2 separate regions of the Mus musculus genome follow, and region 1 is linked to region 2. Evidence: chromatin contacts called from public HiChIP or PLAC-seq data. All regions are on one chromosome and are shown on one strand. Each heading gives the region's core, a stretch centred on a gene start, on an enhancer-like site or on the middle of the called end of the contact. The rest is flanking DNA. Distances are from core to core; before and after follow the strand shown. Region 1 holds the start of Il17rd (interleukin 17 receptor D). Region 2 holds the start of Anxa11 (annexin A11).

Region 1 (3,580 bases), core at 943-3,442, 1.2 Mb after region 2:
TTTTTCTGTGTAGCCTTGGCTGTCCTGGAATTTGCTCTGTAGACCAGGCTGGCCTCGAACTAACAGAGGTCCACCTGTCTCTCCTTCCTGAGTGCTGGGATTAAAAGAATGCACCACAGCTGCTTAGCTTCTTCTTCTTCTTTTTTTTTTTTTTTTTTTTAAGATTTATTTATTATATGTAAGTACACTGTAGCTGCCCTCAGACACTCCAGAAGAGGGAGTCAGATCTCCTTATGGATGGTTGTGAGCCACCATGTGGTTGCTGGGATTTGAACTCCTGACCTTTGAAAGAGCAGTTGGGTGCTCTTACCCACTGAGCCATCTCACCAGCCGGCTGCCTAGCTCCTTAATCTTCCTACAAATCTACATTTTTCTTCCAAAAGCCTAAAACAGACTGCTGGCGCAAACTTAAGCCTGTGATCCCCACTTTCAGGAGGCAGAGGCAGAAGGCAAGACAGCTCAGGCTGGCCTTGGGCTACATCCCAAGAGCCTGGGGTGGGGAAGAGTCTTAGGCCAGGGTAGAAAGCTTGCCTAGCGTCCTGAGTCCTTACCACCACCACAAAGAAAACTAGTCTACTAACAACAACAAAAGCCTTGCAATAAATATGACCTTAAAGGGTAGAGAGAGAGGCCCGAGAGTTTGGCTCAGGGGTAGAGGGGTTTGGTTGCCCTGCACACAGAGGGGCCTTAGTTTGATCCCCAGTACTGAAAAAAAAAAAAAATCACACACACACACATCTATTACTAAGTTTAGTTTTATTTAGAACTTTAGTAGGGTTTGAGGTTTTTCCTTTTTTTAAAAAATGATTCTTGGATTCTAGTCATTAAAACCTGTGTTCAATTCATAACAACCACATTATGGCTCACAACCATCTATAATGGGAATCAGATGCCCTCTTCTGGCCTGCAGGTGTTCATGCAGATAGAATGCTCACATAAAACATAAAACAATAAAATAAAATTTAGAGAGAGAGGGAGATAAACGTGTGGGGGTATTTTAAAATCACTGATTATAACAAAAACACTGGGCCTGGATTGATTAGTAAGTTATGGAACACATCAAGGCAGGAGTGCATGTAGATTAAGGAGCCAATAACCTCATGGTTGTCTTAGTTTTTCACCAAAAGCTAGGTCATCCATCCTGACAATATCTCAGTCTGTGGCAGCTCTGAGCCTGGACAGCCTTTGCTAAGGGGACTTTGAATGCCTAGAGTTTAAAGGAGCGTGGGAGAAAAGCTCTGACTTGCAGATTCTTGCAAGGAGCAGTGTGCTTCTTGCATCTACTCAGAGAAAGCTCATCTGGAAGGGCAGTCTTCTGTGGACCTCGTGACCCCACGATGAGGACAGGTGCCTACCCACTGTGGCTGTCTTAGGGTTTTCCATTGCTGTGAAGAGACACCATGGCCAAGGCAACTCTTTTTTTTTTTTTTTTTTTTTGAGACAGGGTTTCTCTGTGTAGCCCTGGCTGTCCTGGAACTCACTCTGTAGACCAGGCTGGCCTCTAACTCAGAAATCCACCTGCCTCTGCCTTCCGAGTGCTGGGATTAAAGGTGCGCACCACCACCGCCCGTCTTGACTCAATCTTTATCTTTTTTTTCATAACTGTCGATTTGTCCATCCAGCAAGGCTATGTGACCTTATGAAAGTCAGTTCGTGGTTGTAGCCTTTATTGATTGCTTCCTACATGTTAACAGAACTCTCCCTGGATGAAGAGTCTTGTTCTTCATTTCGTCTTACTGGGAACAGCACTTTGGAGGAAGCAAATAATTTGTCCTGGGTCCCAGGAGTAAATGTAGAGACAGGATTTCCCTAGAGGCTTTATTATGACATTTCCTTGTCATTTCATTGGTAGGGTGCAAGAAGGAACTTGACATTTGAAAAGCAAGTACTTATTAAATCATTAATTTTAAAATTACTATTATTATATTCTTTGATTCGCCCCAAGTTTTTGCATGGAGAAGTCATTTGGACAAATCCTTTGGATTAAAAAAAAAAAAAAAATCCCTTAGTGCTGAACCTCCTGCTGTGTCAATCTCCGGTGGAAGCCAGAGTCTCCTGTGCATTGGGGCGGGGCCAAGACCGAAGGGCCGGGCTACAGGATCAGAACCAGGACGGAAAGCTGAGATTGAGGGCGGAACCTGGAGGAAAGAGGAGGGGCGAAGCCCGGCAGCGCATGCCCGGTGAGGGCTGCCAGCCTCGGCCGCCGCCGCTACCGCCGCCGCCCACTCGGGACTAGAGAGCGAGCTACAGGCAGCAACCTAGCGGAGACCGGCCCAACTGGGCGAGCGTACGGCCATGGCCCCGTGGCTGCAGCTCTGCTCCTTCTTCTTCACTGTCAACGCCTGTCTCAACGGCTCGCAGCTGGCAGTGGCCGCGGGCGGCTCCGGCCGCGCGAGGGGCGCGGACACCTGTGGCTGGAGGGTAAGGCGAAGGCTTCTCCGGGTTCCAGGTTACCTGGGGGCGCGCCGCGCGCACAGGTGTTCGCGCGCAGGCGAGCGGGGACCGCGGGGATCGCTGGACGCCGGATCCGCGAGCAACGGGGTTCTCAGCTTTTCTAGCCGCTCATCCTGCGTCTGGATCCCCGGGCGCGCGTCTGCAGGTCCCGGACAGGATGAAAGGGGCCGCCGACCCCTGGCTTTGTGTTGTTAATGAGGCGCGGCCGCTGGCTGGGGTCCGACTCCTGAGGGCGGGTGGCTGGGCGGAGAGGCGGGGGCCGTGCGCCCCACCCTTTGTTCCCGGCCCTCTGCCCGGGGGATTGGGATCTTCCGGGCAGTGCGCAGGACCGGTGCACTTCGGAGCCGGTGTGGGGTTCGTGCCCTGGACCTCCAGTCCACAGCTCTGCGAGGGCCCAGGGCAGCCAGGGAAGGGTGTCTGGAGTGCTAGGGAAGGATGCCCCCCCTTTCTCGCAGTTGCTTTGTTTCTTTTAGGCATCGCCGTCACCTAACTTTTACCCAATCGCCGATTCCGAACTTTTTGAGAAACAGCCTTTCGTCTAGCTAATGGTCCCCTACCCTACTCCCTACCCCCACGACCCAGCTTGAGTTGAGGATGTTTTTGTGGTCAAAGGGCAGCGAAAGTTTGCTCCGCCAGGTGTCCCAGACCTGAGACCATGGTGGCTTCCAGACTTTCTTTGGGAACTTGAAAGCCTTCTTCCCAGAGCTGAGTGTTCTTTTGATGCTGTCTAGATAGTGCGGTCCTCTGGTTTGCGGACTTTGAACCTCCCACAGAGACAAGGGTGCTGCGAGTCAGTCCACACACACCTTGAACCCTATTGTGAGAACACAGGCTTTGCACTCCAGCAACCAGGAGCTTGTTTTCCTCACCTAGAAAGAAGGAAGAGGGGGTGGGGGTGGGCGTGTTGTTACTGATTTCCCCAGGGCGCAGGGGATACACTGGGGCAGTTTACTTAGACCGACGGTGACTTACGTTTTTCGATGGAAAAGTCTGTTCAGTCTCAGTACAGACAAGACCCAGGACGCGACACCTCTTAGGGATACTTGGCTCACTTGCTTCTCTCTTAGAGGGAATCCCGGTTCAGAAAACCAGGTATGAGCCAGGCAGCTATGGTTCTTTCACGTTT
Region 2 (4,023 bases), core at 1,295-3,794:
AAGACAGAGTTTCTGTGTGCAGCCCTGGTCATCCTGGAACTCGCTGTTGTAGTCCATGCTAGTCTTGAACTCAAAGATCTACCTGCCTCTGCCTCCTAGGTGCTGGGATTAAAGATATGCACCCCCACCCATCCACCTGCATCACCTCTGGTGATGTGTCATGTCCTGGTGACCTCAACCACAAAATTATTTTCTTTGCTACGTCATAACAGTAATTTTGCTACTATTATGAATCATAATGTAAATATCTGATATGCAGATCGCCTTGGGGTACTTCTGTGAAAGTCATTTGACCCTGAGGAGTCGTGACACATAGGTTGAGAAACGCTGCCCTAAATGATTTATTTTTACATTCATATTCTCAGAAGCATTGGCTCCACCCCAGAGAAAAGCAGCCTATCAGGAGCCTACATTCGTAGCCTTTGTGGGAGGACCAGTTAAGTGCAAGAATGGGCCAGAGGAGTGGGGTTGCAGCCAGGTGACTCCACCCCCCCCCCGCCCCCCCACCATGAGAGTGTATGATAACAGTCGCTCCCTGGAGTCCAGAAAGGCTTGGGGCTGGTTTGGTGGCAGACTTCACAAGTCCCATGTCCCCACCATGTCCCCCTGTTCTTTCTGCCCTTCTGCCTGCCCCCATGCCTGCCCCCATCCCCTTTTGGTTTTCTTTCTTTTAAAGATTTATTTATTTATTTATTAAGTGTTCCCCCATCCCCTTTTGGTTTTCTTTCTTTTTTTTTTTAAGATTTATTTATCTATTTATTAAATGTTCTGCCTGCCTACAAGTCAGGAGAGGGCACTAGTCCTCATTACAAATGCTTGTGAGCCACCATGTGGTTGCTGGGAATTGAACTCATGACCTCTGGAAGAGCAGACAGTGCTCTTAACCTCTGAGCCATCTCTCCAGCCTGGAGGTTTTCTATGTGATGTTTTGTGTTAGGTTTCAAACCCTGGACCCTCAGAATTCCTCAGTCCTTACCTTACAGCCTGTGGCTGGCATACCCTGCCTTACCTTACAGCCTGTGGCTGGCATACCCTGCCTTACCTTACAGCCTGTGGCTGGCATAACCTGCCTTCTACCCACAACTCTGCAGGCCACGGTACAGGGCTGCTTTTCTCTACATAATATAATGATTTTAGTTACCCCTCCCCCTTTATTTTGTACCTTTAGCTTCTAGCTGCTGTACCTGGTTCTCCTCTCTCACCCATCTCCTTTCCCCTCCCCACTCTCCTCACAAGGCTCTGGGTCATGACCATTCTGGATTCTCCCAGATGTGTCTGCCTTTGACTATGTCTCTTTTTTCTCTACAATAAACCTTCTCCTTCACCATACCTAGGAGTAATCATGTTCCTCTGCTATTTATTTATTTATTTATTTATTTATTTATTTATTCATTCACTCTGAAACCTTAAGCCTGAGTTTCCCGCTGTGAGGCAGTAGCCTGGCAGGCTAGCTCATTCCGATCTGCTGGAGCAAGCAGACCACACCTGCCAACCAGGCTTCTTCCGGCTCTTACAGTCCACTGGGCTCCTAAAATGCAAATGACAAATGGCTTGTTTGCAAATCAAAAGTGGGCCATGAAAGAAGTGTACCCCAGGTGGGAGCTAGATAGTGAAGAATCCGTAAGGGGTGGGGGGAGATCCTGTGCAGTCTTCCGAAGAACCTGGTTGGTCCTGGGGCGTCAGTTGAAAGGACACTCGAATATAAAGTGAGGGGAAAAAAAAATACTGCAATCCTGTTTTATAAACAAATACATTTGCTTAAGCACAGCAAGCAACACAAACGTAGAAGTGTGTTGAACATCTGGAAGGAGGTGCCTAAATGTGAGCTGGGGAGAGTAAGAGACTTAATTTTTATTTTTAAATGTTACACAATCATACTCACTATACTACCTTTTTCTAAATAAACAACCAACGTGGGTCTTCTCCTGTTATTAACATATTAGTATTTTTGCTACAATAGATGTACCAATATTGATGCATTGTTATTAAATCTATATATGGTCCAGATGTCATTGTTTTTTTTAACTTAGTGTCCTTTTCCCAGGATCCCATCCAAGATGTCACATTACTTAGTTTTCATATCTCCATGTGACAGCTTCTCAGACTCCTCTTGTTTTGACAACCTTGAGAGTTTTGGACAGTCCTGAGTTCCTCAATTGGGGCTTGTCTGATATTTCTGCACGATTACTATGGGGTCATGTGTCTCCAGGAGGAAGACACCACACGACAGAAGATCAATATAAATTACCACTGCTGATGTTGGCCCTGGTCACTGGTTGAGGTGGTAATTTTTTCCATTGTGAAGTTTCCTCCTGCCGTACACAGTGACTGTTTTAAGTTTTTTTTCGCTGTCAAACTCCTGAAAATAAACACCCGCGAGAATGTCCTCTCATCCTGAGGTCTAGAGCGGCTTTGCTCCGGAAAGCTCGGGGCTTCCTACAAAGCTACCACTGAAGCGCAACCCTCACCTGTGGGCGTGGTCCCACGCACCCCGCCCCTCCAGAGAGGCTCCGCCCATCTCGTGCGGCTCCGCCCCGGGGCGACAAACGCGGCCGCGCCCGGAGAGTTTTCCGCCTTGCCGGCTCCTCCTTCGACCGTGCGCAGACACTCTCGGGTTAGGATCCAGGAAAGCGGGAGTAGGAAGGAGTTGCTATCCGAGCTCAGTGTCCCGGTCCCTGGTGCCAGGTGCGTGAGGGTCCCGGCGGGCGGCTTCCGCATGAGGGGTATTCGCGCGTGGCGTGGGGTGCAATGTTCCCCCGAGGACAAGGCCCGGAGTTGAACGGGGTCAGGGCAGGTGAGCCTGGGACCGCAGGGTCCCAGGGTGTGCGAACTTGGGGGTGACTGAGGTCTTACCTCAGTGCGCTTCCGGGAGAAGCTTGAGCGGAGCCCAGCGGGCCGAGAAAGCTGTCTTTGGGAACTTTGCTCCGGAACTGCAGGGCGCGGGTTCCTGGACCTGCCACCCTGGGTTTATATAAGGCAGGCTCCTAAGCGGTCCAGAGAATGCACGATTGTGCCAGATGCCGTGTTGCCTGCCTGTCTTCCTTACCGCGTATCCAGCTAGGATCCCTCTGCCCCTGCCCCCGCTTCTCGTTCCAGAGTCTTCAAGAACGCTTGCTTGAGCTTGGCAACCCGGACGTCCCGTGGGCTCAGGCCAGTCTCCTAAAGGCGTACAAGGTGTCAAACAAATCTGGGGGAGAATAGCTAAACTCATGCTGGGCACATTCTCTTTAGAGATTTTTCTCCCCGCCGGCTAATCAGTGGGCGTCCTTGGAGATTGGGTTTCCCAGACCCTACACCTAGAGTGTCAGCCTACCTGTCTGATCCCTTTACAGGATTCAACTAGCTTGCTCCCTGCTTGCTCCGAGGCTGCCTTGCCCCGAGGCTGCCTTATTGCGGAAGAAAGCTACAAATGCGGCCCTGGGTTGGGCTGTTCAACTTTGTTGATGGCGGTGTGTGTCATTGTCGAAAGGATGACTAGACTTGGACCCAGATCCTTGCGGGGAAGGGCCAGGTGTCTTGCTCACCCTCAGCCTGCTCCCATTATTCTCCTTCATTATTTTCTTGCTTCCGTCAGTTGTTGGGAATTCCTGGAGGATTAACAGGGCTGTTCCCCCAAGGCTTTGTCTGTTCTCGGGATTCTCTAGCTGGGGAAGCAAGGTGAGCTCACCCACACAGTCTGTTGCTCTAAGACAGGTGTCCACTTCGGATTCCTCCATCCCTTCCTGATACCTCATTAATTTCTGCACTGTAAAATGAGGGTAATTATAATTCTTATTTCATAGACTCACTGTGAGGATTGTGTGAGTTAATTTGTTGTCTTGTTAATTTGGGGTGGGGGTTGTTGTTGTTTGTTTGTTTGCTTGCTTTTGAAACAAGGTCTACCAATTTAGCATTGGCTGGCCTGGAACTTGCTTTGTAGACCAGTCTGGTCCCAAACTTCAATATCAAGACTCATACAGACCTCTGCCTCCTGAGTGCTGGGATTAAAGGTTTGTGCCACCGGCCAGCAAGTTAATATTTTTA

Evidence for each region. HiChIP or PLAC-seq counts read pairs in DNA pulled down with a chosen protein or histone mark.
Region 1: an H3K27ac HiChIP or PLAC-seq map of embryonic stem cells shows a contact between it and region 2, with 2.7 times the contacts expected there. The contact joins the promoter of Il17rd here to the promoter of Anxa11 in region 2. A contact is called at or near these places in 1 of 39 promoter capture datasets (embryonic stem cells) and 3 of 115 datasets of contacts at active chromatin or transcription factors (embryonic stem cells, stem cell-derived neural progenitor cells and stem cell-derived stembryo).

The regions. Positions count from the first base shown.
Region 1 is chr14:27,036,809-27,040,388 of GRCm38.p6, forward strand. Il17rd (interleukin 17 receptor D) reads left to right here and starts at 2,193. Exons shown (of 13, transcript NM_134437.3): 1 at 2,193-2,421. The coding sequence starts at 2,296.
Region 2 is chr14:25,839,611-25,843,633 of GRCm38.p6, forward strand. Anxa11 (annexin A11) reads left to right here and starts at 2,545. Exons shown (of 15, transcript NM_013469.2): 1 at 2,545-2,685.